Regions from separate parts of the Mus musculus genome. Here region 1 is linked to region 2. The links are chromatin contacts, called in public promoter capture Hi-C maps. All regions are on one chromosome and are shown on one strand. Each heading gives the region's core, a stretch centred on a gene start, on an enhancer-like site or on the middle of the called end of the contact. The rest is flanking DNA. Distances are from core to core; before and after follow the strand shown.

Region 1 (3,923 bases), core at 826-3,325, 110 kb before region 2:
TGTAGTAACAGAACAAAGAGAATTACAAGTAAACACTTTTCAAATCCATGTGTAGAAACATCAGGTGGGCAAGGTGGGATCTTCTAATAAATCAGGAGACACCTGAGATGTATGGACCTTAAAGGCTATCTGATGATAGTCTCAGCTTCTGGGTTAGTAGCAGCTAATGATCCCCTTAAAGACCCCAAAGGGTTTCAGCCCAAAGAGGACAGGGGTACCACAGGAAGACCAACAAAGTCAACTACCCTGAACCCTTGGGGGCTCCCAGAGACTGAACCACCAACCAAAGAGCAAGCATGTGCCAGAATATATGTAGCAGATGTGCAGCTTGGTCTTCATATGGTTTCCCCAACTAGAGACTTGTCCTTGAATCTGCTGCCTGCCTGCCTGCCTGCCTGCCTGCTTGCCTGCCTGCCTGCCTGTGGATCCCATGCCCCTAACTGGGCTGCCTTGGCCTTGTCTGGCCTCGGCGAGGTGAGAAAGGATGTGCCTGCAGTGACTAGATGTGTGGGGGTGGGGGTGATACTCAGAGGGGAACACCCCCTTCTCAAAGGAGAAGGGGAGAATGGGGGTAGGATCTTCGTGAGGGGGAACTGGGAGGAGAAAGGGGAGGGGACTGACATTGGGATGTAAAGTGAATAAATATATTAAAATGTTTTCAGGTGATGGTCACAAAGACGATAGGGCACACACAAAGGTGGATAATAAATGGCTATTTAGAGGGCTAAGGATAGCCCAGGGTAATCTTGGATCTGCAACACTCCTTTCTCTATTATTATTATTACAGTTTTAATCAATTAATCAGCCTTTCTAGAAAGTTCAGAACTTGCAGCTTCTTTCTGGGAACTTCAGTTTGCAAGCCCATGTCTTTTACTCAGGTATAGCTAGAGGATGACTGGAATCAAGTTTTTTAATTTTTTAAAATTTGAGACAAGGTCACCTAGGCTGGCCTGGATCTCCCTATCCTCCTGTCCCTGCCTTCCAAGAGCTGGGATTATAGGCAGGGACCACCAGAGCCTGAAAAAAGATTTTTAAATGCAAGTGGTTCTATTTTCTCAGAACATCCCGAGGCTCCAGGTAAATCTTTGCAGAACAACACAGATTTTCAAAGAGGCCCAGTTTTTAAAAAAGCTGCTCTGGGTAAAGCCAGCAGTTTTTCCATAAGAAAAATATGTTGAATGTCAAGCATAGCATGCGATTTTATATCACATTTCAGGTGATTCACGTTTCAAAACCATTTATAAATCTCTGGATCAGCCCAGGGTGGTGACTCCTACCTGAAGCAGAGAGCTGTACCACAAGTTCGAAGCCAACTAGGACTTCAAAGGGAGACCCTGTCTCAAAAATTCCAAAAATAGAACTTCTCGTTTCATAATTCAGTTAGTGATGAGTGTGCTTCAATAAACAAAATTCACGACCGAACAAACACATAAACCCCAGCCAATCAAATTCACGACACAGAGACTGATCACCGCGTTGGAAAAGGTGATCAGAAGTCCCTGGTGAGGTCATCTATGAGTGGAATTGAATTGGTGCAGACATCTAAGTATGCATTCTATGAAAGGGGACAGTGAACACTAACGCCCTGCAAAAGGATGTTCCTGGCGGCGTTGGCGTGCGAGGGGCTTAGGGTGGGGGCGCCTCTGCATTTCTATTTAACTCCCCCACTTGTACACTGTACGCAGACCCTATTACACCTTTTTCCTCCGTGCAACTCCTTGAGTGCAGGGGCACCCTTCCTTCTTACCCCTGCAGAGCTGTCTGACTCTTTTTGGTAATTAGCCCATAGAAAAAGGGTCTTTGAAAGCTGGCCATTTTGCATGCCCTTGAGTCAGTCCTTGGTTAACTCTGAAATGCAGATTCCCCGGAAATATCAGGTGGTCTTCACAACCCATTCCAAAACCGGGACTGTATTTTCCCCTGCCTTCTCCTCCTCTTTTTCTTTTTCTCTCCTCTGCTTTTACTCCCAGGCTCTCTTATCAACCATCAACCTGCCACTTCCGTTCCCAGTTGGCGTTTGCGCAGAGAGGTCCTTGAGATACCATTTGACCCCGCGTTGTTGCCGTAGTTGGCGGAAGCACCGGCCGTGAGGCATTGTGGGAGAAGATGGCGGCCGCCGTCCGCTTTCGGGTTGTTAGAGCGCTTCCAATGTCACGTAAGTGTCACCGGGGACCGGGTCTTGGGGTTGCATTCGGCGACGGGAACATGACCTTTCTTCCTCATACTCTTGGCTCATGTGTGAAACTGCACTCGGCAAGGGGACGGAGAGCTGGAGGAGCTGGGAGGGACGAGGAGAACCCGGACACTGACAGGTTCGAGATAGTGCGTGGATTGTGGGGAAGGTTGCGGTCCAAGAGAGTACTTATCCAGGGGAAAGGGGGCTTGGACGGCAGGACATCGATTGACTTCATGGTGGTGATCGCACTGGAAATCAGAATCCGCGCCACAGATGTCAGGTTGTGGCGGTAGGGACTGCAGCAGCGAGAGATGGTTGTGGAGAGTCGGGAGCTGGGTGGAAAGAAAAGTGAAGGACCGCTTAGAATTTGTCAGCGTTGTTTATTTACTCTTCTGTCGTGATTGAATGTGTTCACAGCCCTCAAATCGAAACCATGCATTTGCACCTGCAGATCAAGGGAGGCAAAGCATTCAGTCGTTACAGTTCACGGCCCTTCCACTCTCCACGCCACAAACATGCCCGCTTCACTTACAGTTTTCCATAGTGTGTTTTTAAAAAACTCGTTACAGAATGTCAAGTCATTCTCAAAATCGCTTCATGTCAGACCACGTAGAAGAGCTTTTGTTCTTAGGGTAGTGGGAGCAGGAAATTCCAACAGACGCTAAGCTGGGGTCAGATGTCCTTATGCCATTGCTAAAGCCATCACCACTTCTTTGCCATGTCCATTGCTTCTTTCTTCATGTCCCCAACTGAGCCCACACTACTGAAAGTAGACAAAACATGGCCATTCCCAAGAAGTTTTTTATTAGGCCCTCTGCCACACTACAGGGAAAAACAGCACAGAAGAGGGTCTCCCGGGAGACTCGCTAGATAGGCAGAGAAGGGATATTTGGAGCAATCACAGCCTATCCTCTTTAGTACCAGTCACAGTTGGCCCTCTGTGCATGTTCTCTAACCTCAGAAATGAGTACAGGGTCATCTAGAATTGGGTTGTAACAGCATAAAAATCTGGGACAAACTGTTTGAGGTGACCTGGCCGAGGAGGGGCTTTCAGGAGTCAGGGCTGCTTGGTTCATGTAGTTTCCCCAAGGCATCCATGTGATTGATATTCAGGGTTTCTGGTGCTGCCATTAGGGCTGATTGATAGTCTTCTGCTCAGATAATCAGAATAGCAAGAGATAGTCCAACAGCTGCTAATTAGGGAGTCAGCTGTTCCTGTACCCCAGTCTTTTTTATTTACTGTAAATGAACATCAAAGGAGCTTTAGAGTAGGATTTTATAAGACAGAAAGACATGGTAGCTCACACCTGTAACCTCAGTGCTTAAGACACAGAGGCAGGAGGATCATTGTGGGTTCAAAGGCAGTTAGGGCTACATAGGGAGTTCTGGAGTAACCCGATTACATAACGACACTCTCTTAACAGTTTTAGATGAGGCCAGGGCTGCCCCAGGGTGCCCTGCTTCTTAGTGCATCATTTGCATTCTCACCAGCCCCTCCCTAAAGATCCATTTTCGGTGTTTTTTTGTTTGTTGTTTTTTGACATCAAAACTGTACTCCTTCTGTTTATCTTCTTCTTTTCTGTATGGATATTTCTTTAGGGTAAGAGAGTATATATGTGTATGGCACAACCATATCCACTGGAAATGGCAAGACTCATGATGCCAGCATTGTTGTTTGACACAGTTCCAGCAAAGCTGAGCAGATTGCTACAATCACTGTCCTTCAATCTCTAGCTTTTTGGGTTTT
Region 2 (4,083 bases), core at 350-2,849:
CTTTTGTGTGATGTCTAAATTGCTTAATTACATAGCCTGCAAATGGGAAAACTATCGACTGGGTAAATGCAGCAGACTTGCTCTCTCACCCTTCACTGAACTGTGCATGCGAGGGGAAGGAATGGAAACCAAGTCAAACATAAGAGAGGCAGAGGTTGAGGCTAGGAGACCTGGGGAGGGACAGGCGGGAGCCCAAGCTTCCATGTGTGATGAAGTCAGCATCATCTCCACTCGATTTCCTCCCTACAGGTCCAAGAACTCTGGTTTCCTCCCCTGCCTCATCCCTCTGGGAGCACCTGCTGTGAAAACTGCTGTGGTTTAAAAACAGTCTGTCTAGATCGTATGGCTAAAAACCCATACATGCATCTCATGGCTTGAGAGAATCTTATGTGCCATTACTGTCCTTATCCTACGGACGCTCTTTCTTATGAAGAAACACTGGCCGTTGCCAGCCAATCAACTGTGGCCACGGCAAGTCAAGAGCAAGCTACCTGGTAGTCTGAAACCAGGTGCACCATCCAGCGACTTCATCCACGTGATCTAGGGAGGAAGCCTTTGGGAGAATGGATGGAAAATCTTTTTGGCATTCTAAGAGAGGCAGAGTAGTTTGTCCCATTCAAATCCTACCAAATGAGACTCTATGGCCTAGAAGGGGAGGCCATCTTTCTGGTAAAGCAACTAAAATGTGTTTATTAGATGCTCATCACACATAGCTACATTGTTTATTGACACTTTGACTACCTCCTTTTTGTTTTTCCTTTCCTCCCTTTTCTTGACACAGATAAGTATAAATTGCAGAATCTTTTTATTTACTTTTTTCTTTTCTTCTTTTTTTCTCCAAAGGAGGCGTGAAGCAAAGATTCTTGGCTGCTATTCCTTGTATATAGTGTTTCTTCAATATCATAGTCTTCTGGTGCTTTTTCATGGAGATGATGGTGGACGTCTTCAGGACTCCATGAGAGCACTGGGCACGGGCAGGCTTTTCCTCCCCTCTTACTATCACTGCGCCTTGAAAGAGAGCTGCAGCCTTGCCTTTCCAGGTTGCAAAAGTGAGAGTCTGATGGGGAATTAACATTGGGACACAGCCTAAATGGAAAGCTCTCAAGACATTTAAAAATACTTCATCTTCCCCCCCCCCCCAGGAGAGGTTGAAAATGGCAAACATGTCTTCATGGATATAAAAAACATGGATTTTTCCCTCTCCTGTCCCCCCCCGACCCCCCCAAGTAAATAGCTGTGGAGGGGTCAGGTGCTGTGTATAGCTTATTGGGCAGGGGTGTGTTGTGGGCCAGCGTATGTGATTTCTTTTTGCTGAAATACACTGAGCAGGTCAGCTCGGTGAACAGAAACGAGAAGAGATGACTATGGAGAGATGGAGTGGGTGTGTTATTAGGATACTGCGGCTTGGTTGGGGTGGGGGTGGGGGCGTGCGTGTGAATGTGAGAAAGCAAGAGGCATGCCAGGAGAGCGCGGGAAAGATTACTGGGGAGGCAAGTATACACATCTCTCCCCAGCATCCAGGCTTGCTGCAGCCCCTGACTGGGTAAGGGGTGTGATGTGAGAGTGGGGTGGGCAGCAGGCGGGGCCTGCCACGTCACTTGGAGAGTGTGTTAAGGAGGAAGGGCAGAGCTGAGAGCTGAGCCTGCTGCTGCTGTTGCTGCTGCTGCTGCTGCTGCTGCTGCTGTTGCTGCTGCTGGGGCTGCTGCGGGTGCAGGCAAGGCTTGAAGCGGTGGGGAGGTGGGTCTCCGCGCTTCGGCGCCCGGGAAGGCCCAGGGCGATTCCGAGGCCTCTAGAACAGCTAGCTCCTGGGGAAGAAGGTGGCGGCTGCAATCGCGACCTTGGCCAGACCTAGTTCGGTGGTGGACGTAGGGCGGAGGCGGAGGCCGAGCCCGGGCAGGAGTCTTTGGTGAGCCAGAGGGAGGCGCATCTGGCGCTTAGGTACCAGCGGCAACCCAGAGTCGTGTGCAGCTGGAGAAGCGCAGTAGGACCTGGTGAGAGCCAGCAGGTCTGGAGGGCGGACCTGTGGGTCCTGAGCCCAGTTTTAGGCACCATCGAGAGCTAAGCCACGCGTCTTTTCGGGCAGCCAGTTTCACGCGCGCGACAGTTTGCGGGTTCCAGGCATCTCAGAAATCCTGAGCACGGAGGCGCGGCTATTGAGAGCCAGAGCCACTTCCCAGACCTAGCCTGGCAGAGGGACCAGCTGCAGGGCTCACCGACCTAACCGCCAGGTCAGAGCACGGGCCCCACCCTAAAGGAGGGCACAGCCGAAGCTGTGAAGCGGGTGCCGCTCTCTGGAGCTCGTGTCGTGGGCGCCGTCCTAGTGGCGGGGAGCGCACCGCCGAGGTGACATGAGATCGGAGAAATCCCTGACGCTGGCGGCGCCGGGGGAGGTCCGTGGGCCGGAGGGGGAGCAACAGGATGCGGGTGAGTTCCAGGAGGCCGAGGGCGGCGGCGGCTGCTGTAGTAGTGAGAGGTTGGTGATCAACATCTCCGGGCTGCGCTTCGAGACGCAGCTGCGCACCCTGTCGCTGTTCCCTGACACGCTGCTAGGAGACCCTGGCCGCAGAGTCCGTTTCTTTGACCCCTTGAGGAACGAGTACTTCTTTGACCGCAACCGACCCAGCTTCGACGCTATCCTTTATTACTATCAATCTGGAGGTCGCCTGCGCAGGCCTGTTAATGTGCCCCTGGACATTTTTATGGAAGAGATCCGCTTCTATCAGTTGGGAGAGGAAGCCCTGGCGGCCTTCCGGGAGGATGAGGGTTGCCTGCCCGAAGGTGGCGAGGATGAGAAACCACTCCCCTCCCAGCCTTTCCAGCGACAGGTCTGGCTTCTCTTTGAGTACCCGGAGAGTTCCGGGCCCGCCCGAGGCATCGCCATCGTCTCAGTATTGGTCATCCTCATCTCCATCGTCATCTTTTGCCTGGAGACCTTGCCTCAATTCCGTGCAGATGGGCGCGGTGGAAGCAACGAGGGTAGTGGGACCCGCTTGTCTCCGGCCTCCAGGAGCCACGAGGAAGAAGATGAGGATGAAGATTCCTATGCATTTCCTGGTAGCATTCCCTCTGGGGGGTTGGGGACTGGAGGAACATCTTCACTTAGTACTCTCGGGGGTTCTTTCTTCACAGACCCCTTCTTCTTGGTGGAAACTCTGTGTATCGTCTGGTTCACGTTTGAGCTCCTGGTGCGCTTCTCTGCCTGTCCCAGCAAGGCGGCCTTCTTTCGCAATATCATGAACATCATTGACTTGGTGGCCATTTTCCCCTACTTTATCACCTTGGGCACCGAGCTAGTGCAACGTCACGAGCAGCAGTCTGTGAGTGGTGGCAGTGGTCAGAATGGGCAGCAGGCCATGTCCCTAGCCATCCTCAGGGTGATCCGCCTGGTCCGGGTGTTCCGAATCTTCAAGCTCTCCCGCCATTCCAAGGGGCTGCAGATCCTGGGTAAGACCTTACAGGCGTCCATGCGGGAGCTCGGGCTGCTCATCTTCTTCCTCTTCATCGGAGTCATCCTCTTTTCCAGCGCTGTCTACTTCGCAGAGGCTGATGATGTTGACTCGCTCTTCCCTAGCATCCCAGATGCCTTCTGGTGGGCTGTGGTTACAATGACCACGGTAGGTTATGGGGACATGTACCCCATGACGGTAGGGGGCAAGATTGTGGGCTCACTGTGCGCCATTGCTGGGGTCCTCACCATTGCATTACCGGTACCGGTCATTGTCTCCAATTTCAACTACTTCTACCACCGAGAGACGGAGCAGGAGGAGCAAGGCCAGTATACCCACGTCACTTGTGGGCAGCCCACTCCGGACTTGAAGGCAACGGACAATGGGCTTGGCAAACCTGACTTTGCCGAGGCTTCACGGGAACGCCGGCCCAGCTACCTTCCGACTCCACATCGAGCTTATGCGGAGAAAAGGATGCTCACCGAGGTTTGATGGATGCGGGCAGGCCTGCAGGAAAACAGGAGCTCTGAGCAAGTCATCTCTCAGGCTTCCTTCTCATGCTCACTACTTCCGCCTTAGCTCCAGAGGACCTCGAACCCCCCTCCCCCCTAACACAGTACATGGCATCTTGGACCAA

What was found. Capture Hi-C pulls out chosen DNA fragments and counts their contacts.
Region 1: a contact with region 2 is called in a promoter capture Hi-C map of adipose tissue. The contact joins the promoter of Ndufa9 here to the promoter of Kcna6 in region 2. A contact is called at or near these places in 1 of 39 promoter capture datasets (macrophages), 4 of 484 Hi-C or Micro-C datasets (Sertoli cells, brain, nephron progenitors and 1 more) and 1 of 9 other capture datasets (adipose tissue).

The regions. Positions count from the first base shown.
Region 1 is chr6:126,847,296-126,851,218 of GRCm38.p6, reverse strand. It overlaps Ndufa9 (NADH:ubiquinone oxidoreductase subunit A9), which reads left to right and starts at 2,075. Exons shown (of 11, transcript NM_025358.3): 1 at 2,075-2,155. The coding sequence starts at 2,107.
Region 2 is chr6:126,738,190-126,742,272 of GRCm38.p6, reverse strand. Kcna6 (potassium voltage-gated channel, shaker-related, subfamily, member 6) reads left to right here and starts at 1,599. Exons shown (of 2, transcript NM_013568.6): 1 at 1,599-4,083. The coding sequence starts at 2,349. The coding sequence ends at 3,938. The region is part of intron 2 of Gm33581 (a long non-coding RNA gene); the gene reads right to left.